3 separate regions of the Mus musculus genome follow, and regions 1 and 3 are each linked to region 2. The links are chromatin contacts, called in public Hi-C maps. All regions are on one chromosome and are shown on one strand. The core of a region is the stretch at or near the end of the contact, and the rest is flanking DNA. Distances in the headings are between cores, read along the strand shown.

Region 1 (3,026 bases), core at 22-2,521, 140 kb before region 2:
TCTGTGAAAAATAGACAAGACACAAAAGCCCCACCAACTCTACATTTGAAAATATGACTTTAACACATCCCCTTGCATGAAGGGTGAACAAACAGCTTCTTGGCTTTTAATACGTTCTATTACCTTCTAGTGCACTTTCTTACTGCTGATCTTCTTCATAGGGAGTGTCCTGGGTTCCTTGCATGTAATTCCACACATAACCGTGAATTCTAAAAACATTCAAAAGCTTGCAAATGCATTATGCCAACAACAACAAAAACTTTATAAAAACTCACTGCAATTGTTAAGACTTAAAAAAAAAATTACTTTGAACCCAAAATATCCTAACTCACATTCACAGGTGATTTAGATCATGGAGTTTTTGTTTATCAAATACCATTCCTGATAAAATTCCCTGGAAAAATATTTTCTATCAATATTTTGGGGGTCTTAGGTTATTTTTAAAACTCTATGGAATTTTTAATTCCACATACAGCCCTTTTCACTACATCCTGAGCTATAGCGTCCATATAATAAATAACCAAATTCCATAGTATGTAAAGACGCAAAAAGCATTCCCAGCTTACTAAAGTCCCCCACCCCGTGACAGACATATGGCTAAAGCTAAAACTTCCTGATGAGTTATGCTTATTTTATTTCATTTAAAATGCATTGGTGTTTTGGACAAAATTATACAAACATTACAAAGCAGGAAGAACTTGGGCCCCGTTTTCTCCCCTTCCCCTCCCCCCGTGTAATTTTAGGGATCGTATCACAAACCAAATGGAGCAATCACTAAAACCCCACAGCAGGAAATCCCACCCTTTAGTGTGTAATTATATTACATTTGCAAAAATGACTGTTCTTTCTGAAACTTTCATATTTCGCATGATCTGAACTTTGCACTTTTCCCTTTATCTGGGGGCACGGTGTCATGGTGTACACATTTTTTTTTCCGTTGTTGTTGGTGGTTTGTTATTGTTTTTTAAATGTTCTTCACAACTCTTTTTAAACTCAACTCTAAGGGTGGCTGCACCAGTCCCCTTAAATTGGAGGCTGACAGCTCACGACTGACAGGGGCCCTGGAATGCCCGCTCCTCCCCAGTTGCGCTCGCAGGACTCCTGCAGGCAATCGACTTTTGTTAGAGCGTCCTCGAGTCCACATCCACGATCGCTGAAATCCTGCTCCGGGTTTTCGTGCAGCCCGCGTGATTGACACATGATATCACCGGGGGCGGGTCCCGGCGTGGAGGTGGAGGTGGCGGCGACGCTGAAATGCTGCGGAGCCCGCGCGCGAGTGCTCAGCACGCAGGGGTTTGCGGCGGCCCCGCAGCCAGAGCTCTGCGGGCTAAGGAGCGGCTGCGAGCGGCGTGCATGTGCCGGGAGGGCCGGCCCCAGGCTCTGCACTAGGTAAGAGCCTTCCCCTCCCGCCGAGGACCTGGCAAGATCAGGTGAGAATGGTGCTTTATTTTATTTTATTTTCGAGGAGCTGGACGTTTTCGGAGCTGGCTCTAGCTCTGTGCCCGGCGCTTTGCGGTCGGCCCTGCAGCGAGTTCCGTAGCCAGGCAGCGAGTTACGCGTGTGCGAACGCGGGCTGGCACCGCCGCGCACCCGCGTGTCTGTGCGCATTGTTGGGGACCGACCCGCCGGGCGCTCGTGCCAGACCTGACTTTTCCCGTCCCTGCGTGCGGGCTTGCCTCGCGCAGACGCGTCTCTCGGACGCGCTTTGGACTGCGGGGCATTCCGTGGGGGCAAAACGTGCACGGCCGTGTGTGTCCGGGGCTCGTGGCTGTCCATCTCGGCGAGCAGGACAGCGTCCCGGGCTGGCAAGGGACTCACGTGTTTCTGTCTCTGCTCGTCTGCAGCCGGCGTGGCGACTGCGGGGACGCGGACCTGCGGGGACCCGAGAGCCCGGGACGACGCCGGGCCGCGCGCCTGACGACCGGGACGGGACGGTGCTGTGGAGCGGGCGCCGCGCGCACCCGGCGGATGTCCCCGAGCCGCCCTCGGCCGCCGCCAACCGCGGAGAAGCGCCCCTGCCCGGGGGCCGCCGAGGCCGCAGCGCGGGCCATGCGCGCCCGGCCGCCCCGCCGCGCTTGATGCGGCGCGCGCTCCGCCCGCTCGGCGCCCCCGGCCGGCGCCGCGGAGGCCGAGGTGAGTGCGGGCGGCAGGTGCGGGCCGGGGCGGGCCGGGCGGTCCTGGCGGTCCTCGCGCAGCCCGTGCCAAGCGCGCGGCACCCGATGGCGCTGGGGACCCAGCGCCCGCCTGTGCTCGGAGCGCAGTGCCGCGGGACGCGGGGAGAGGGCGCTGCCTCCTCCCGCCCGCGAGCTGTTTTCATTCATAACTTTATCCGGCCGGACCTGCCGCGGCTCGGTGCCCCTGAGGTCTCGGCGTGGGGCCCAAGCGCCCGACGGTGCTACCCACACTGCTGTCCGCGGGTGCGCACCGGCTTCGCTCTGGACAGTTGCGGGGTGCCTAGGTGCTCCGCCTGAGCGAACTTGCTTGGGAATGCCCTGTAAAATGCAAATTAAAGCCGTGCCTAGGGGTTTCATAACTCAAACAAGCCGTGCCCACGTCTTCCTTTCTTGTGGATGAGACTTGGCATATTTAAAGTCTTCGTTATGGAGTTTTAAATTTTTAAAAAATAGATATGGCACAGGAGCAAGGATGGGCAGTTTTCTAGTGTCGTTTAGGGCTTCGGCACCACAACATGCTGTTATGGCCGTGCATCTCATGTGCGGAGAAGGTAGTTATAAGCTTAGAGGGGCCTCCAAAAAGCTAACACATATGTAGTCTGGGGACATTAGTTAGCATCCATAGTAAACCGACGTATTTGTTTTGATTTTCTTTGGATGCCAGAAAAGTGCAAAGGGGTGCCTTCTTGAATTAAGGTGCATCTGTGAGTTCGGAAGGCATTTGTGTAAAAAAATATCTTAGATACCTATTGCCCAGAAACAGAATCGAAAGAGTTTGGTCTGTCTCAGGAAGAATACGTTATAAATTGGAAGCTATTTCCTTTTGACATGGAAGTTGTGTTTGTTGTCTAT
Region 2 (3,069 bases), core at 184-2,683:
GCAAGGTTACACATAGCAGTTGTACTAAGGATCTCCTCCCTGGGGCATCCAGGGCCACTCTTCAGCATTACAGTACATAACAACAGACCAAACCTCAACAGCAAGACACGAATCTGTTTCTCCTAAACTCTTCCACTTATGTATTTTAGGATGTGTGAAAATACCAGAATAAGGCTACTCAGAAACAATACATTCGCAAATTAAATGTTATGTAACGATAAGTTTAACACAATATCAAGAAAATGAGTGGGGCATGAAGAAGGCACTGACTTCATCCATGGCTAGTCCAAGATAGACTCTTGAGTTGAAAATGTTGGGATGGTGGAAACTTCCGGAGCTGTAGCTTCATTGGAGGAAGTAGGCACCTGGGGGTGTTAACCTGTCTGTTTCTCATCTTCCTGCACTTCTGAGCCTCTTTGCTCCACCAGGTCTTCTCTGCTCTAAGGTTCTTTCTCTCCACAAGGTACAGGAAGGAAGGATCATGTCACGGGCTGAGCTATGAGCTCAAATTAAATTGCCTTTCTCAAGTATTTTGCCACTAATTTTTAAAAAGTACCCAACCACGCCCACTTCTCCTTGTTCACTGCAAAAGTGGCATCAGTTCTGAGGGATTCTTTATTTATTCACAGGGTTAGCTTTGCCAGTTTATCTTGGGATTTTTATTTAAAATGTGGCTAATATTCAACTTTAAAAAAAGAATTATTTTGTAATTTTGCTGCCCCAACCCCAGCTGAGAACTGAACCCAGAGGTAGTGCTGTACCACTGTTGGAGAGCTCCAGCATAAAGGAAAATTTATTTTGTTTTGACGTGTGTGTGTGTGTGTGTGTGTGTTGTACAAGTGTTTGGGTACCTGTGGAGGGTAGAAGAAGTCCTTCAGATTCCCTGGAGCTGGAGCACAGGAGGTTGTGAGCCACTCTATAAATGGGTGCTGGGAACTTAATCTATGTCCACCCAGAGAGCAGTGAGAGCTCTTAAGTGCTGAGCCATCTCTCCAGTTCCTGAAGTTCGACCTATATACCCAGGGGCAGGGATTTTTGTTGGTGTTGTCCTGTTCTAAAATGAGAAGAATGCTCACTTGTTCTAGCTTTGTATTTCGTGGGGTAAATTGATTTAGTCTTCTCAGTTGCTGGATGTTTGCTTTGCTTCACCGTACATTCCATCTTGTCACTTTTGCTTCTGTGAGCAGAGTCTCCTGAAGGTCCCTCATGGATGCCAGTGTAAGTAAGGACCAGCCTTCAACAGCATCAGGTATCGCAGAAATGCCCTGTCCTTCTATTTAATACTTCCCTGCAATTTGAATAATCTTTTCTTTCATTTGTTCTTTCCTCTTTATGTGTAGAGTTGGCTCTGCCAGCAAGGCCTTTCTGCACACAGGGTAAGTTTCTATTGTTCTGGACGTGCAGGGAGGATCCTCTGAGGCAGCTTTGTGCAAGGCTTCCTGACTCACTCCTTCGAGCTCAGTAATCCATCTTTTCCCTCTATGATTCATTCTGAGCTTAGCGGTTAATCTTCTAGTTCTAGTTTTATGTCTGTTCCTCCCCCTCGCCTGGGTCTGAGACATCCTTTCCCTCAACCATTCAAATGTCCCAGCTATTCATTTTCTCCGTCGGTTTCCCCGTTGGTTCCGAGAGCTTTAGTTGTCAACTCTTGTTTCCTTGTTAGCAACCATTTTTATTCTTACTGGCTTAGTCAGGCTGTTGGCCTTGGCTTTCTTTACAAGTGTTCTTTTGTAGAATCTTTGCCTCCTAGGGAGCCCACTGTCACATAGCACAATTAAGTGACAATGTATGAGGTGCTGCGTCTTTATGAGCAGTTAATGAATGACTGCGTGGACGATTTATGAGCAAGAGATGAAATCGGAGAAAACCAAATGCTAACGTTCTGTAATTGATAATAGTAATAGAAATAGTAATAGAAATAGTGATAGCAATAGTAATAGTTTAGTGTAGCAGTAGTGATACTGTTCAAGGTATTGTTTGACAGTCACTTGAAGCACAGTGCATGGACATGGGCATGGCGGCAGCTGTGTGCTGTCCAGCACAGTTCCATCTGTGCCTGGCATTTCCCTTCCTGATGTCTTCTGAAAGCCTCCGATAACCTTGTTCAGCCTGCTGCCATCTAGCCCTGCTCTGATTCTTCTTTTGTCTCCTTCACAGTCTCCACAGGAGTGAGGTCAAAGTCTGGCTCCTTGTATATGAAATCAAAAAGCAAGCTACAGCAAGGAGCATAGGGGATGTCTGTCCCAGGAACCTTGGGATTGCGGGGAGATTTCAGTTTTGGAATTCCCACCCATCTGACTCTTGGTGATTAGATGTAATGTCCTTATGTGGACAGAAAGGAAAAATTAGAGCTGATGTGAAAAGGAATTACTCCACAAGCAAATACAGAAGCCCACAGCAACTTCCCCAGTCTATGATAGATTCGGGCCACAGGACAACACAAGTCACAGAGTGTTCTGGTGATGTTGGCTGCAAGCAGTGGGTTTTATAGCCAGAAATGGAGTCATCTGAATTCCTCTTCTTTGTATCTTATGTTCAAGGTTTGTTTTTCATTTCCTTAGAGCTCAGAAATAGGTATGTAGAAAGTTATACTTTTAAAAAAAATGTACAGTTAAATTGGTTCTCTGTATACAGAACTCTGGAATATATTTTTCTCTTCAAGAACTTATCTCCACTCCTCCCTGGTTAAATGTAAAGAGACTTAAGCATCCACAGTAGATTAGCAAAAGAGTTTTATGATTATGAGTCCATTGCTCCCACAGGCTATATCAGATCAGTCATGGTGAATAAAACTGACTAGGGAATGGGATGATATACAGCTCTTCTAGAGTGTTCTAGATTGCCCCTTCCCTCCAGAACCCAGGGTTTAGCACTTAATAGACAAGTACTTTACATTAAATGTGTGTGTGTGTGTGTGTGTGTGTGTGAGAGAGAGAGAGAGAGAGAGAGAGAGAGAGAGAGAGAGAGAGAGAGAGAGAGAGAGAGAGAGGATGAGTGTGGGTGAAGCCTGCAACTTCACTACCTAGATCAGACCAGCTGGCCAACAGGCTTTCAGAGGCTTGCCAGTCT
Region 3 (2,791 bases), core at 206-2,705, 160 kb after region 2:
GAACACCACACTACAGGTTGCTCTCTCTGACTTGCACGTTGTGTAACTTCCTCCCTTCGGCAACACATTGATTCTCTGGCTGTAAATACTGCCTTCGACACAAGGTTAAAGCCGTGTGCTTGCAGCTTGGAGAGAGCAGAGGAGATAATGTCAACTTTAATTCCTGTGTTTTTCCAAACACAAAGATTAGGCCAAAGGTCACAAGTGGAAATGAAATAAAAATGGAAAACAGATGTTAGGAAGCCCACTGGTAATGGAAACACAAGAGGCAATGAAAGTTACTGAAAGGAAAACACAGCTAAAAACATGCACACAACCCAGAGAGCAGGGTCTCAGGGAGGTTTTGTTTTCATAACGATGTGTTTTAAAAAGCCCGACTTTTTAATATTTCCTACAGTGATTTAATTTCTTATACTTTTTTCCTTCCCTATCTAGAGGCAGAATTCAGCAGATGGCAGAAACCACCCTCTCCAATACCCTGAATAGTCAATGTACCCCAAGTATGCACACTGTCACAACCGGAGGTCAGTTGAAAGGGGACGTTTGTCTTCCAATTGGCAGGTTGCCACTTTCAAAGGTGCATCCATTCTTAAGCCAGCTTCCTGTTCAGCTCTGGGCCTGAGACCTGGGCGTCATCAGGGACAAGTCTGTTCTGGGAGAACAGCTGCTGGGGTGGAATTTCATTTAGATTACAATGCACGTCACAATTGTAGTTCTCTCTCTCTCTCTCTCTCTCTCTCTCTCTCTCTCTCTCTCTCTCTCTCTCTCTCTCTCTCTCCCTCTCTCTCTCTCTCTCTCTGTATTTAAAAGGAAGCTCTGTATTTTGGTGTGTGCTGACTTTTATAGTTGATCTCCAGCCAATAAAAAGAGGAAGATGTTAGAAAGTCAGTGGAAATACCTAACTCTATGTATGATATTTTGGAATGCTATAAACAAATACGCATCGGACATCTAGAAAGTACCCTGAGGCTTTTGCCTGTGTTATCTTTTAAAAAGTCAGACGAGTCATAAAACAAAAACAAAACCACATTGTAACATGGCTGAGAAAGTTCTAGCATTTAAAGTAAAACCAGAAAAGAAAGACAATTAAACACACACATCCCCCAGCTTGTCCTCCTACCCACAGGCTCCTAGGGAGCCTTCCTGGGGCTGCTGTGCGTCTTTCTGGCTAATATCGACCAACTGACTGAGGACGGCAAAGGGGAACTGGCACACCTTGGCGGCAGGTATGTAATTAAGAGGAGGTAATTAAGGATCATTGCTGGGTGCGCTGACAGCGGGCATGTAATTACGAAGGAAGAAGAATCAGAACAGGAGCCAGGACGTGAATGCCAAAGTATGCTCAGAAACCTGGACCCTAAAATCACTTCCTCTGTGGGAGGCAGGTCATTTCAGTCCTGTGCTTTAAGAGCTGTGCTGGCATGGACCAAGGATGAGCCCAGAAACGTTTGTGTCCGGCCTCGGCAGCCTTAGCAAATCATCTCGTCTTTTCATTGCTCATCCCTCCCTCCCAGACACGGTCCAAGACATTCCATTTTTATGTGCGTTTGTATTTTCTCAGGAACAGACACATTAACAGGATGGGTTTAACCATAGTTCAGTTTATTTACGATCCTCTGGTTAAATGTTAATAGCCTCAAGTCAAGGATCTAACGCAAGAATTTGGAGCCGGGGATTTTGCAGGCTGTATTTAGTGACCACTCAACAGCATTAATATCCAGCTGTTTATTTTATTTTGTTTTATTTCAAATCACACATGTGGAGGGGGTTGGGAGGTACATGCCCATGAGTGTAGGTGCCCAGTGGAGCCCAGAAGCTCATGTCAGTTTCCCTGAAGCTGGAATTACAGGTGGCTGTGAGATGCTTGACATGAGTCATGGCAACTGAAATCAGGTCCCCTTCGAGATCCGGAAGGATTCTTAACCACTGAGCCATCTCTCTAGCCTCTCTCCGGGTTATTGAATACTAGGCACCATTCTAAGGACTGCTGATGAGCTAATAATCCCTTTAATCCTTATGAGACCGATGCCTGGCAGTTTCTGTCAGTAGCATCCCCCTTCTTAAAGCGAACTTCTAGGCAGGGTAACATCACAGAATTTGCCCAAGGTCACATGTCTGATGAGTGGCTGAGTAGGGACTGACTCCTAAGTGTACTCTCCTGGCCACCATACTGTTTCTTTATCTTTTCACAGTTTCCATGAAAGTCCTTTTTTGACTATTTCCTACTGGGGGTCAAACTTGTTAGATTAGATTATTAGACTATTATTGCATGTCTATATGAGGGATGGAATTCCCCCCACCCCCAACTTCCTAAGTCATCTTAATGCACTGGATAAAGAGCTTGAGCTGCCACACACGCCATCTATTGTATGTTTGTGTGTGTGTGTGTGTGTGTGTGTGTGTGTGTGTGTGTGCTTGTGTGTTCCTTGTCAAGTCTTTCTGCTGGAGTATGGATAACCTATTGTCTCAAGTCATAGCCAAGCTCTGATGAGGTAGAATTCAAACTCTAATGTAAAAGTCAAGCGCTGATCGAAGATGCCTAACAAAGTTAGCATCTGCATCCTAGGAGTTAATGCATTCCGAGGGGGGAGGGGATGGGAAGCTCAGGGAGACTGGGAAACTCAGCTAAGGAGAAGCCAAGAGTCAGCACAGCATGAAGCAAAAACAAGCAAACAAACGAAGCGACACACCCCTGCATCCTCTCCACAGAGCCTGCAAAGCCAGAAGTTCACCGCACATTGGTCTTGCCTCAGACACCAGTAATCTTTATTAAGACATAACAACATTATTC

Evidence for each region. A called contact is a pair of places that touch in the nucleus more often than the background predicts.
Region 1: a contact with region 2 is called in a Hi-C map of muscle stem cells, with 2.3 times the contacts expected there. The contact joins the promoter of Spry1 here to the enhancer-like site in region 2. A contact is called at or near these places in 6 of 39 promoter capture datasets (the 3T3-L1 cell line, the C10 cell line, the HPC-7 cell line and 3 more), 1 of 15 datasets of contacts at CTCF or cohesin (large pre-B cells), 16 of 484 Hi-C or Micro-C datasets (the AML12 cell line, the C10 cell line, the HL-1 cell line and 13 more), 16 of 115 datasets of contacts at active chromatin or transcription factors (the 230-238 cell line, CD8 T cells, bone marrow-derived macrophages and 11 more) and 3 of 9 other capture datasets (adipose tissue, embryonic stem cells and liver).
Region 3: a contact with region 2 is called in a Hi-C map of uterus, with 2.3 times the contacts expected there. The contact joins two enhancer-like sites. A contact is called at or near these places in 1 of 39 promoter capture datasets (the C10 cell line), 3 of 484 Hi-C or Micro-C datasets (the AML12 cell line, the C2C12 cell line and uterus) and 3 of 115 datasets of contacts at active chromatin or transcription factors (CD8 T cells, large pre-B cells and oligodendrocyte precursor cells).

What each region holds. Positions count from the first base shown.
Region 1 is chr3:37,638,676-37,641,701 of GRCm38.p6, forward strand. It overlaps Spry1 (sprouty RTK signaling antagonist 1), which reads left to right and starts at 1,272. Exons shown (of 3, transcript NM_011896.3): 1 at 1,272-1,430; 2 at 1,845-2,133.
Region 2 is chr3:37,778,843-37,781,911 of GRCm38.p6, forward strand. No RefSeq gene overlaps it. Among named protein-coding and RNA genes, the nearest start is that of Gm42210, 27 kb to the left of the region's middle. Within about 2 kb of position 1,434, at least 41 of the 459 cell types and tissues checked have an H3K27ac peak or open chromatin away from gene starts, as enhancers often do. A contact at or near this core is called in the C2C12 cell line, adipose tissue, adipose-derived mesenchymal stem cells and 3 more, where this site is marked.
Region 3 is chr3:37,934,921-37,937,711 of GRCm38.p6, forward strand. Gm20755 (predicted gene, 20755) reads left to right here. Exons shown (of 4, transcript NR_040559.1): 2 at 436-524. Among named protein-coding and RNA genes, the nearest start is that of Gm20755, 38 kb to the left of the region's middle. Within about 2 kb of position 1,456, at least 54 of the 459 cell types and tissues checked have an H3K27ac peak or open chromatin away from gene starts, as enhancers often do. A contact at or near this core is called in the C2C12 cell line and uterus, where this site is marked.